Regions from separate parts of the Sus scrofa genome. Here region 1 is linked to region 2. Evidence: chromatin contacts called from public HiChIP or PLAC-seq data. All regions are on one chromosome and are shown on one strand. Each heading gives the region's core, a stretch centred on a gene start, on an enhancer-like site or on the middle of the called end of the contact. The rest is flanking DNA. Distances are from core to core; before and after follow the strand shown. Region 1 overlaps FAM89A (protein FAM89A). Region 2 overlaps TSNAX (translin associated factor X).

Region 1 (7,102 bases), core at 1,354-3,853, 340 kb after region 2:
CTGTAAAGGATCTTTTTGGCTATAGCAGTATAATTCTTTTTCCCTCATGTTTTTATGGGTCTTGACTATGCCCTTAGAAGAAGTTTGCTCTGTCATAAATGTGGGTACAGGTGCAGAGCCTATGTGACCCCAAGGGAGCCTTGCACAGCTATATCTGCTGGCTGTAAATCCACTTAATGCAAAACAGCGGCAGCAGAAAAGGAAGACAGGCGTAGGTTGCTATTCTTAGACTCCGTTGATCAAAAATATGGCTGTCTACACTAGTTCTTAAAGCTTTTAGGTCCTAATTACCCTGTACGATACTTGTCTCCATCCCAGAATCCATCCAATAAAAGCAAAAACAAAGGCTGTACAATAGTGTGTGCACGTGAAAGCACACCTGTGTCTGTGGCATCACTGGTCTGGTTTCATTCATTTCAGAGGTTGTCTCAGAGATTATACGTAATAGTTGTACGATTTGAGGATGTAAAAGATTGAAAGATATTTTTTCACACCACTGTAAACTTTTTTCTATTCCTGTGCCTTCCTGTAGCAATCAGAAATTCCTCACTCAAGTGTCTCGAACAGCACAGCGCTTCTGCTTTTCCTCCACCTTTTCGTTACAGGCATTTGTCTGTTAAGAGTGACTGTAGGAGTTCCCGTTGTGGCTCGGCGAAAATGAACCCACTGGTATCCATGAGGACATAGGTTCAATCCCTGGCCTTACTCAGTGGGTTAAGGAGGTTAAGGATCCGGCATTGCCATGAGCTGTGGTGTGGGTCCCAGACGCGGCTCAGATCCTACATTGCTGTGGCTGTGGCGTAGGCCAGCAGCTACAGTTCTGATTGGACCCCTAGCCTGGGAACCTCCATATGCTAACCTCCTAAAAAGACAAAAAACCAAAAAAACCAAACCAAAACAAAAAGAAAACAACCCAGTATGTATATACATTTGTGTATGTGGTAAGGTAGCTGAAAAACAAATTGGATACACATAGTGTCTTGAGGGGCACATGCTAAAACAGCTAGAAGTGGATATCTTTAGAAGAGTGGTTCTTAAAGTATGGTCTGAGGACATCTAGGGGTCCCCAGATCCTTTGAGGGTCCATAATTATGTGGCGGTCATATGGACAAATGTGATTTTTCAAATAGTACCTAAGGAAATCTGGTGGGTTTCAGAGCCATTCAGAGTGCAAGCCTGATGGGTTTTGATATAACCAGTGTGAAAGCTCCTTGGCATGGTTTTCAAATTCCACACTGCAGCCAGCTTAAGGTTAGTGTCAGAGAAGAATCACCACAATTACTGGTAAAATACTCCTCTTTTTCCCAATTGCGTTATCTGTGTAAGGCCAGGTTGACTTCAACCAAAAAAGCAGATTACAAAGGGTCAAGTGTAGGAGCAGATAAGCCAGACACAGAAAAGATTTACAAAATGTCCTTGATAAAAATGTTATTTATGTTAACATGTTATTTATGCTAACAGGTAGTATTTGTGAATAGATTCATATATTAGAGTGTCTCAGTTTAATTTCTAACAAGGTGACTGACTATTGATAGGTATAACCACATAAACAAGAGCTCTCTGGGACCCTCTGTAATTTTAGGAGTATAAAAGGGTCCTGCAACCAAGACATTTGAAGATTGCTGCTTGCTTTATTTATTTTTGTCTTTTTGTCTTTTCTAGGGCCGCTCCCGTGGCATATGGAGGTTCCCAGGCTAGGGGTCTAATCAGAGCTACTGGCCTATGCTAGAGCCACAGCAACTTGGGATCCAAGCTGCATCTGCAGCCTACACCACAGCTCACAGCAATGCTGGATCCTTAACCCACTGAGCAAGGCCTGGGATCAAACCTGCAACCTCATGGTTCCTCGTTGGAATCGTTAACCACTGAGACATGATGGGAACTCCTTTGGGGTTTTTTGTTTGTTTGTTTGTTTTAGATTGCTGCTTTAGAACATGAAATTAGGGAAGGCTGTTTTGTATAATTGTGAGACATTGAATTTATTTTTTACTTTTTATTATTTTGTTTTCTTTTTAGGGCCCCACTTTTGGCACATGGAGGTTCCCAGGCTAGGGGTCCAATCAGAGCTACAGCTGCCAGCCACAGGCATAGCCACAGCAATGCAGAATCTGAGCCGCGTCTGCAACCTACACCATGGCTCATGGCAACGCCTGATCTTTAACCCACTGAGCCAGGCCAGGGATTGAACCCACAACCTCACGGCTCCTAGTGGGGTTCATTTCCGCTGAGCCATGATGGGAATTCCACCATTGAATTCTTAATACAGTTAGACTGTTTCATTTTGGTAGTCAGGGAAAAAAGTAAAGGAATGTGTAAAGGCATTTCTTAGAAGGGTCAATCACTTTTCTTCATCTCTGCCTAGGACAGAATGGGAGGAAATGGGCTTACTTGGTAGCACCATTAGTTTAGATAAACAAGATTGTCCTCATGGGAACTGCTGAGTTGCAGAATAGGGTCCATCCATCACTATGGATACTGTCAGTTGAAAGCAGAACAGTCAACTAACAGCCTTTCCTAGCTGGGGGATTTGTGGGAGCATGTAGGAGTGGGCGGGGCTGAGAGTCTGGCTTAATCCTGGGCGCAGTCATGCACCCTGGTCTGTTTCCTGTCTGAATCACTGTCAGCTTGGTGGGGCTACACGTTAGCAGCAGATGAGGCTGACCAGGAGATGAGTAGCACCACTGCGATTCCAACCAGTGGAGGAGCCGTGTGATGGGTGGGAAGCTGGGTTCGTGAGCCTGGGTCCCACCCAGCTCACTGGGAGCCCAGGGTCCTGCAGGGGCACGTGTCCAGCTCCAGCAGCTGAGTTAACCACCCTTTCTCCGCTAGATCCACACTGATGAAGCCTTTCTCTCTGATTCTCTTTTTTGAAATGGTATGCAGGTCTGCATCCTCCTGTCAGCACATCCTTTATTCAGAAATCAGGTTAGAATCCCTTAGGTCACAGCTTGCTTTATTACATTCTGTTCCTGCGGATGCATGCTAGACACCCTGATTCAATTGAAGGCATTTACCAAGACTTGTCTATGGTACATTCACAAGCCATTCGTCCTATATGCTTATTCATTCATTACATTTTAAAAAGGTGGCTCAGCAGATAAAGGACCCAGCACTGTCACTGCAGTGGCTCGGGTCACTGCTATGGCACAGGTCCGATCCCTGGCCTGAGAACCTGCATATGCCATGGGCATGGCCAAAACCAACCAACCAACTAGAAACAAACCTAAAAAATAAAAAGATAACTTGAAAAGCTCTCGCCTCATGAGTTAATATGTAGTCATAATAGAAAATCTGGAAAATTCAGGAAAGCCCCAAATAAAAGTCACCTATGATCTCAACAGCTTGCTACACTGCAGCTGGCATCGTGGCATCTTCCAGTGTTGTCTGCACTGGCTGATGTGCAGGCTGATGGTCAAGGCGCTGGAGCCCTCTGACCGATTTCGACTTCCTCTCTGCTCTGAGTCAAAGGCCTTCCTCCTCAGTGCCTCAGTTTTCTCATCATAACAGAAACAACACCTACAGCCTCAGAAAAGGATGAGGATGACCTGTCTGTGTACAGCTGAGATTGTCTTCTTCACAGTCAGTCTCTGGAAATGAACTGGTTAGCTAGTTAAAAGTCAGGCAGAGTTTTAAGAGTAACATGATTGCTGGGGAAAAAAAATTAAGTAGTATGACAGGATGTAAATATCCCTTTCAACTTTGCAGAAGTAAATTCTGCTAGCAGACGTTTCCTTTTTCAGTCAAGAGCTTGCAGAGTTCCTACTGTGGCACATGTGGCTGCAGAGGTTTGGGTCTCTGCAGAGGTATGGGTTCCATCCCCGCCTGGTGCAGCAGGTTTAAGGATCCAGCGTTGCTGTAGCTGTGGCTCAGATTCAATCCCTAGGAACTTCCGTATGCCGTGGGTGTGGCCATTAAAAAAAAAAAAAAAAAAAAAAAACCTTGCACGTCAATGTGCACATATGTGCAGAGTGAAATCGCCCTAAACACACTATTCTGTACCTTGAACTTTTATGCCTAACATTGTGCATTGCTCAGTGTCCTACTCTAGTACTTAGAGACCTCTTCCTTCTTTTAAATGACTGGCTGGTTTTTATTGTATGACCTATAATATAAATTTTTTTTTTTTTTTTTTTTTTTTTTGCACCTCACCTTTGGCATGTGGAAGGTTCCAGGCAAGGGACTGAACCCATGCCAAAGCAGTAACCCGAGTGACAGCTGGATCCTTTAACCACTAGGCCACCAAGGGACTCCTATAACAATTTTTTAAGTCAAGTTTCTGTCATCCATTATGTTTTGATCTAAACTTTCATATGACAGATTTTTTTTTTTTCTTTTGTTGCTGTTGTTGCTATTTCTTGGGCCGTTCCCGGCATATGAGTTCCAGCTAGGGTTGAATCGAGCTGTAGCCACCAGCCTACCCAGAGCCACAGCAACGCGGATCCGAGCCGTGTCTGCACCTACACCACAGCTCACGCAACGCCGATCGTTAACCACTGAGCAAGGCAGGACTGAACCCGCAACCTCATGGTTCCTAGTCGGATTCGTTAACCACTGCGCCATGACGGGAACTCCCATATGACAGATTTTTTTTTTCCTGCATCTCGTTCCTATATTTGGGGTTGACTGTAATATGTATATTTCCTGATTCAATAGCTTAACATCGGATCCATATATTCCCCCCCACCTCATGTGAGATGGGGTATTTTTCTTTCTTTCCCCCTCCCTCCCTTCCTTCCCCCCTCCCTCCTTTCCTTCCTTTCTTCTTTCTTTTTTTCTTTTTCGACCATGCCCAGTATATGAGGAAGTTCCCTGGGCCAGAAATTGAACCTGAGCCACAGGAGTGACCTAATCAGATCCTTAACCTGCTGCACCACCAGCAAACTCAGAGGTGGGTGTTTTTCATCTTAGGTGGGAGGAGTTGCAGTGATGGGAGATAGTATACTGGTGAGGGAGGGAGGGGTTCATTCAGAGTGACCTGCAGTATGACTACTGGGACTAAGACGACCCTTGCCAGCCCTAGACCTGCTCCCTCCCAGCTCCACCCACAGACCCTGCCCAGGCTCCTGTATGGAGCTGGGTACAAATAAGACCATTTGTCTGTATGTTTGTTTTGTTTTCTACTCATTGCTGTATTTTGGCAAGAAGTTGCTTCTGTGTCTCTTAATCTCACATGAATTGCTCCAACTTTTGTTTTTCGTTTCTTAAATGAAACAGGCTATTTTTCTTAAATGTGATTTTTTTTTTTTTTTTTTTACTGCTAAATCCAGCAATTTTTCTTGATGCTTTGTATTCAGTAAATTACAGCAAAATTTCCCAGTAAAGTGTTCTTTTGTCTTCTGAGCCTTGTATCCTGATGGTAATGTTTCTATTGTAATCTAGAAGTCAGAAGAATTTCCTCCCCAGCAGCACCCCTCTGAGGTAGTCAGAAACTCGGTGACCTGAAGCCCAGCTGGGAACCACCTGAAGCCCAGCTGGGAACCACCGCCCTGTCTGGGGTGTATTCCTGAGGCTAACCTATTGTGAATTTTTTTTGAAACACTTTGGAGGGTGGTTTAGGTTTGCCGGGCTCCATTGTTGGAGATGCAGGGGCTTGGTGAGCCACCTGTGTGTGGAGCAGGTGGAGCAGGGAGCTCTGTTTGTGGGGAAAGTTCAGGAAGGAAGCAGGAAGCCTGAGCAGAGAGAGGAAGGAATCATGCTAGCAGTTTAAAGTGGTGGAAACAAGTGAATTGTTCTCAGTCGTCTTGGAGGTCTAGAATAAGGGGTGACAAATCACAGGGCCTTAGAATTCTGCACTTTATTTTTGTTAAGGGCGGCACCTGTGGCGTATGGAGGTTCCCAGGCTAGGGGTGCAATCAGAGCTGTAGCTGCCGGCCTGTGCCACATACACAACAACACAGGATCTGAGCGCATCTGTGACCCACACCACAGTTCATGGATCCTTAACCCACTGAGCAAGGCCAGGGATCGAACCCACATCCTCATGGATAGTGGTCAAGTTCTTAACCCGCCAAGCCACAACAGAAACTCCTATATTTTTCTTAAATGAGCCTTTCTGTATTTTTCAACTGTGCTTTCAAAAAAAGAGCTGTCTTTTCTGAATGCAGCTGTGAATCAGGAGATCTGTCTTCTAGGGACATGTGGGGACATATCCCTAAAGTGCAGGCTTCTCCTGCTTGTAGAATGGGGACAGTGGTGAGGGTCATGGTGTGTCCCCCCAGTTTTTTCTCTGGAAGGATGAGACGTTTTTGTTTATAGGTGATCCAGTCAAGTCCTAAAATCCCTGCAGTTTCATTCTCTTGGCTCGTCCTTCTCTCCCCTTCCCAGGCCCCCAGACCCTCAAACCTCCCTTGTTGAGAGCCTGCCTCCTGGGCAGGCGGCCGACTCTGTAATGAGCACTCCTGCCAGGCAAGAGGTGATGACCTGTCGGGAACCACGTGGTCGGCAGCTTTTCTCAGGGGCACCTCTGAGTGCTCTGGGCCCACGGGCTGCCTGTGGGGTGGAGCCTGGGGCCTGCAGGTCCCAGCACCCCCTCCCAGGGCCAGGCCACTTCCGCAGCAGGGGACCTCTGAAGCGCATCGTACGTTTCTGCGGCAAGGCGCTGACCCATTGCCGACCAGGATCTGAGTGTTTCCTGTGCAGGGTCCTTCGCTGCTTGCGGAGGGATCCGGAGAGGGGGTGGGTCCCTGCGTTCGGAGAAGGACTGCGTGTGTGTCTAGCACGAGGCAGAGAATGATGAATGCCGAGAGACGGCAGAGAAGACGAGGGACAGCGAGCAACCCTGGTGGCTGTGCCCATCGAAGTCTCAAGAGTGGGCGAGAAGCTGGTGCTGGGCCAGGCGAGAGAGGAGGCCTTGACCCATGCAGCGAGACAGCTGGGGCGACACGGGCCCGAGGGACTCCATGCACGCTGATCAGTGCGTGAGGCGCAGGAGAGAAGAGATTCAGACCAGGTTGTGGGGGGGCTGCCTAGGGCTTTTCATCGTCCTCTAGAAGATCCAAGTGAAAATGTGGAAACAAGCACAGCTGAGGGAGAGGTGTCTGGCTGGGAAGCTGCGTTGTAGGTAGGACAGAGTTCAAGTCTTCCTAGCGCGGTCTGGAGATTT
Region 2 (6,738 bases), core at 603-3,102:
TAGAAGGTAATAGAGGGAAAAAGCATTTCTTAAAATACTGTCATGTTAAGAAACTTAAGTCTTCTTTTTGAAGGTTTTATTGTAAAAGCAGGAAGAAGAGACTAAATTCAGGAAGAAAACCCAGAACTGGGTAGGTCATTGGTAACACCTCTCACCACAGAGGCCTGCATTCACACAACTCCCAGTAGCTGACACTACAAGTCAGGCCTGGTAGCAGCCGTGTTGAGGAGGTCAACCACTGCAGTTGTCAGTACATCAAATGCCATATGAGGGTCAAAGACACACAAGGAAAAGGATGACCTAGTTTTTATAACAATAAGAGGAAACAACTATATGAAAATAGCCTGACATATTAAGCAGCAAGTCATGCTAAAGTAAGGTCAGAAAACAGGTGCCTTCAGCTGACAGAATAAGACATGATAAGGACACTTTAATAATGAACTGTAACTGGAAAATGCTGAGAAATGTAACTGGAAGATGCTGAGAAATGAAATAATAAGTTTAACAAAACACGTAACTTTTTAATATTTACAATAAAAAATATTTCTGTACATTTTTAGTTTTAGGAATAGGTTCATAAAACCCAGTTCCCTTTCCTAAAGACAATCCACAGTTCTCATTTCCTCCCAGAAATACTTTATGCATACAAAGGCAAACAGCAACCAAATATGCTCGTGCCATTAGCTCTTATGAATCAGAGTTAAACAAGATACACTCAGATTTATGTACAAGGATATTCATCACTACAATAGAAAAGTCAAAAAAACTGAAAAGATCAATAATAGATGCGACACTTGTCACCATACTGTTTCTCAGCGCCATTATCACAGACAATGGAGGTGAACCCTTAAGCGTTTCTCCTTTGCGGCTGGCACAATGTTAAGCTTTGTTGGCAGAGGGCGCTCGAAGGGCAGCAAAGAAGCAGAAAGCTCCCTTCCTTGTTGTCAGTTTTCAAGTGCCCCTCTTGGCGGCCTTCTAAGCTGGGACAGCCAGAAGCTCGAAGTGGCCAGTAGCATGTCGCCTTTCTTTGGGGACATCTATCTTCCCTTAGAGATCTGGAAGAAGGCTTCTGGTGAGCCCCACCATGGGCAAGTCCCACGATACGGCCCCTCCCCAGAGAATCCATGAGCACAACACCTCAGCAAACTTCTTTGCCATCTGAAGGGCCATAATTTCAGAGGGTGAGGGGAGGACTCTTCCAAAAGCTCCTTCCTTAGATGCTCTGCATCAGCCCTGGGCCAGTGGGTACCCCCTCTGATGTTCCTGTACTCTTCAGGGCATGTGGTGCCTCTTATAAAGTAATCCCCTACACAATTAACTCTTCATATTAAACTCTCCCTCTTCACACTACCATTCAGTTTCTGTCTGCTGTTTGGACTTTGATGAATACAACAGGGATGTGGGAAAATAAACAATGGTACCATATTGCCTTTACCCCTATGACCATATACGAGGCGGTCCATCTTTTGGCTGGCCAGCACAGCCAGCCTCGGGATCCAGATGCCACCCAACCTTAATGGATTCTCCCTGCCTCAGATGAGGCTTCCCCCGATACTGTCAACACTTTAACTCATTCATATCTCTTCCATGCATCGCCCTATCCTTCCTCCCAACTTTGGTTCTGTCTCTCTCCTCCCCTCCAGAGTGAATTCCTGAAGTAGCTCAACAACCACATCTCACACTTCACTGTAGCCTGAGCACATCTCTATACTAACACAGCTCTCACGAAAATTATCATACTGAGTAAGCCTAATGGATATTTTTTCAGTCTTAATCTTAGCAGCATTCAGCATTTTCACCACTCTTCTCCTTTAAACAAGCTTCCCTTTGGCTCCTCTGACAGCATCATCTTCCAGTTCCCCCTTTCTTCTACCTCCCTGGTCACGTCTTCCTGTTCTACAGCTCTGGGTCAGAGTCACATATATCCAAGTGGATATAAGACAATCCCGTCAGAGGGACCTCAAAATCAGCAGGTCCAACGATGAAATCAGTCTTCCTTCCAAACCTGGTCCTGTTTGTTTTGCCAATTCTAAGAGCTTCCAGGCCTTCCCTCATCCATTTTTTTTCTCTTATTATCCATTCTCACACCACAGACTGTTTTCACACCACTGCTCTGTTAGAATACAGAGCAAAATCATTAACATGGTTTATAAGAAGCTGCTTAGGAGTTCCTATTGTGGCTCAGTGGATTAGGAACCCAACTAGTATCCATGAGGATATAAGTTCATTATCTGGTCTCACTCAGTGGGTTAAGGATCTGGCACTGCCTCAAGCTGCAGTATAGGTTGCAGACGAAGCTCGGATCCCGTGTTGCCGGGGCTGCAGTGTAGGCCTGCAGCTGCAGCTCTGATTCAACCCCTAGCCTGGGAACTTCCACATGCCACAGGTGTGGCCCTAGAAAAGGGGAGGCGGGGGGAGAAGCTGCTTAATTCCACCCCACTTACATCATCAGCCTCAACTCATGCTATTGTCAAGTTATAATTCACAAAGATACACATTTCAAAGATGAGTACATAAACCCCTATTTGTGTGTCAGAATTGCTCTTAAAATCTTTTAAATAAAAAAAATGCAAGGCTTGCATGTACTCTAAACGAAATTTCCCCAGGGTTAATATAAACCACTACTTTTTCAATATTTCTAGGCATAGTCCTGCCCTCAAATTCTTATAGTTGGCTTACACTTCAGGGCCATACTGAGCAAAAATAGTGCTTTAAATGCTGGAATCCAACACAAGTAGCAAGGCCTTCCCTCTTGTGGTACATGTGGTAACTGATGGGTAGGAGAGAGTGTAGGAAGCAAGATTCCATCAGCTGAAGGTGGTGCACACAAACCTTCCTGGGGCTTCAATGTTATCTCAGTTTAATGGGATTAGCCAGGTAAGCCTGAAGATGAAGGATAATCATATCTATATACCTATAATCTCAAGCTGATTTGATAGTCAAGGTACAGACTCCAGTGTGTACTTCAAGGTAGAAGAAATCAGACAGAAGAAAGGTTATTACTTATATTGACCCAGTCTATTCTCTATTTTCTATGGCAATACTCTATGATGGGCCACTTGGCTAGCTACGGTACCCAGCTGCTTGGTCAAACACCTGTCTAAATGTGACTGTGAAGGCATTTTTTAGATGTGATTAATATTACTTAAATGACAGACTCTGAGTAAAGCAGATTACCCTCTATAATGGGGTGGGGTGTGGTAGGGCGGGGGTGGGGGAGGTCATCCAACTGGCTTTAAGACTTAAGAAGAGAGAATGAGGATTCCCCAAAGAAGCAATTCTACTCCAAAACTACAACAAAGAAACCCTAAGTTTTAACCTACAGATTTCAGACTCAAGATTGCAACATCAACTCTAACTGAAATTCCAGCCTGCCAGACTGCTTTACAAATTTCATACTTCCTAGCCCCCAAATCATGGAGGCCAACTCCTCCAAATAAATTACTACCTCCCTATCCCCTCCCTGCCTCTCTCTGTAACTCTTATTGCTTCTGTTCCACCGGAGGATCCTGCCATGTCTGGTGAGGCAGGATGTTTCAGCTGAATTCACATAAGTGGGCATAAAATGTAAAACTTCTATCACCTCTCCTTCCCTTCCCGTGCCCTACCTGTTTCAGTTCCTCACCCACACTGTGCCCTCTGACTTCTAGGGGTTTTGTGTGCTGCTCCCTCCAGCCTTCATTCGTACCACGCTCTCCTCGCTCTTTCACCTGATTAATTACTACCAATCCTGCAGAGTTCCAGCAAACAGCACCTTCTGAAAGAACTGTCTCACGCCACCCCATTCTAAGTCAAGCCCTTACTGTATGTTTACCTAGGACCATGTGACTTTCCTTTGTGGCACTAATCAGTTGTATTTATTTTTGCTTTTTTTAGGGCTGAACCCGTGGCATATGGAAGTTCTCAGGCTAGGGGTCGAATTGGAGCTACAGCCACCAGCCTATACCATAGCCACAGCAATGACAAATCCAAGTTGCATCTACGACCCACACCACAGCTCATGGCAACACTGGATCTCCAACCCACTGAGCAAGGCCAGGGATGGAACCCACATCCTCATTCTAGTTGGATTCGTTTCTGCTGCGCCACAATGGGAACTCCCTTTTTTTTTTTTTTTTTTTTTGTGGCACATGGAAGTTTCTGGGCTAGAGATTGAACCCACACCTCCAAAGCAACCTGAGCAGCTGCAGAGACAACACCATATCCTTAATCTACCGCACAAGAAATCTTTTAAAAAAGAAAAAAGCAGCAAAACTAAACTATTCCTGATTCTCTCTTTTTTTTCTTATTAGGGCTAAACCCTCGGCACATGGAGGTTCCCAGGCCAGGGGTCTAATTGGAGCTGTAGCCGCCAGCCTAAGCCAGAGTCATAGCAACTCCAGATCCGAGCCATGTCTGCGACCTACACCACAGCTCACAGCAACGCCGGCTCCTTAACCCACTGAGGCCAGGGATCGAACCCGCAACTTCATGGTTCCTAGTCAGATTCATTTCCACTGCGCCACGATGGGAACTCCTATTCCTGATTCTGAATGAACTTTACTTAACAAAGATACTAACAATAAGAGGACATACTGGTAAAATGTCATTTCTTTGTGAATGAAAAAAACATCTGGATGAATTCATTAGCTATAGAGTTGTTTTATCCACCCGAACCAATTCAGAGCATGGAAAATTATTTTAATGAAAATATTTTAAAAGACAATTTGTAGTTAATAAAATCAATTAAATGCAACCAACATTCAGGACTATGTCTCAATTATAAAATCACAGTACCAGACATCCTGATCTCTGTGATACTTGTCAAATTTAGACTGGTATGAACTATCCTTCCTATTGAAAATGTCAAAAAAAAAATCTTTCCTGGAGTTCCTGTCATGGCTCAGTGGTTAATGAATCCAACTAGGAACCATGAGGTTGCGGGTTCGATCCCTGGCCTTGCTAAGTGGGTTAAGGATCCGGCGTTGCCGTGAGCCATGATGTAGGTTGCAGACGCAGCTCGGATCCCGAGTTGCTGTGGCTCTGGCATAGGCTGGCAGCTACAGCTCTAATTAGACTCCTAGCCTGAGAACTCCATGTACCTCGGGTGTGGCCCCAGAAAAGGCAAAAAGACAAAATAAATAAATAAAATAAAATGGTTGCAGTCTTATGGACAAATGCATAAGAAAAAATATCAAATTCACCAAATAGGGTAAACAACATAAAATTGACCATTATAACCACTTTTAAGGGTACAGGTATGTCACATTAAGGTCATTGACATTGTTGTGTAATCAAAACCACCATCTCTCTCCAGAAAGCTTTTCATCTTACAAAACTCATTCTCTATACCCATTAAATAACTTCTCCTTCTCTCTCCCTTAGCCTCTACCAAAGAGCATTCTATTTTGTCTCTATGAATTTAACTCCTCTGGCTACCTCATATAAATGGAACCATACAGTATTTGCCCCTTTATGACTGGTTTATTTCACTTAGCATCACGTCCTCAAGATGTACTCGTGTTGTAGCCTGTGTCAGAATGCCCTTAATAGGTGAATAATACTGCACTGTATGATGGACCACATTTTGTTTACCTACTCGTTCATCAGTGGACACCTGGATTTTTTCCACCTTTAGTGTATTGTGAATAATACTGCTATGAACATGTATACAAATATCTGCTCGAATCCCTGCTTTCAATTCCTTTGGGTATATACTGAGAAGTCTGCAGAAAGACTTTAAATAATGTATACATCAAATATTAGTGGTACCTTACCAAGTCTAGAGTGTCAATTATATCTAAAATAATGCATCCGGTAGTTTACACCCAGCTTTTTAAAGCTCATTATAACCTTACATGGCTGTATCGTTATCCTTCCTTTATGGATGAACAAATTGAGGTTCTAAGAAATTAAGAAATTCACTCAGGTCATATAATGAGTGAAAAGCATTTCTATAAATTAGAAGCTCACCCCCTTCCCACATTACCTGCTTCTTTACATTCTACTTCCATATAAAACATATTCTCTTTTTCTCACTTTTTCTCCCCACTAAATCCCCGGTTCAGCTTTTCTCCGTGCTTTAATCTTATTCCCTAATCTCTCATACTATATACTTTCATGATGCTGTGCTGGTTGGTGTCTATGCTGCCCTCTTAAATCTCTTCCTACCTGTAAAAAGCAAGTTTAAATGTTTGACACATTCCAGTCAAGGCAGCACTCATTTCTAGAAACCCACTACATAAAATGTATACTTCAATTAAATGTCTCAGTTGGCTCTGCATTATAACAGCTGTATAACCACCTTTTCCACCCTAGAACTCTGAGGGCAAGAATCATCCCTTTGTTACAACTCCTTTGTTACAACTCCTGCTCCTTCCCCCATTCCCAAAGACAGCATTTCATGTGTAGAAGAGACTCATATGTTTAGTTAACTGCTAAGCATATAATAAATCTCTCCTTGTTCCTCCTCATAAGCTGTATTTTATTTTAGCTCTAGGTGCTTTAACAACATTAATATTCTGTATTCAAAGGTTCAGAACTATCTAACTGTACTTTATAGTACTTTGGACTTAAATTAAGTCCATTAAGACATATTCTGGGTGTTCCCGTCATGGCTGAGCGGAAACAAACCTAACATCCATGAGGACAAAGGTTCGATCCCCAGCCTTGCTCAGTGGATTAAGGATGTGGAGTTGCTGTGAGCTGTGGTGCAGGTCGCAGACTTGGCTCAGATCCTGCGTTGCTGTGGCTGTCATG

Evidence for each region. HiChIP or PLAC-seq counts read pairs in DNA pulled down with a chosen protein or histone mark.
Region 1: an H3K27ac HiChIP or PLAC-seq map of alveolar macrophages shows a contact between it and region 2. The contact joins two enhancer-like sites. A contact is called at or near these places in 1 of 47 Hi-C or Micro-C datasets (epiblast stem cells) and 1 of 2 datasets of contacts at active chromatin or transcription factors (alveolar macrophages).

What each region holds. Positions count from the first base shown.
Region 1 is chr14:59,375,123-59,382,224 of Sscrofa11.1, forward strand. The region is part of intron 1 of FAM89A (protein FAM89A); the gene reads left to right. Among named protein-coding and RNA genes, the nearest start is that of FAM89A, 11 kb to the left of the region's middle. Within about 2 kb of position 2,604, at least 12 of the 83 cell types and tissues checked have an H3K27ac peak or open chromatin away from gene starts, as enhancers often do. A contact at or near this core is called in alveolar macrophages, where this site is marked.
Region 2 is chr14:59,034,804-59,041,541 of Sscrofa11.1, forward strand. The region is part of intron 4 of TSNAX (translin associated factor X); the gene reads right to left. Among named protein-coding and RNA genes, the nearest start is that of TSNAX, 20 kb to the right of the region's middle. Within about 2 kb of position 1,853, at least 8 of the 83 cell types and tissues checked have an H3K27ac peak or open chromatin away from gene starts, as enhancers often do. A contact at or near this core is called in alveolar macrophages, where this site is marked.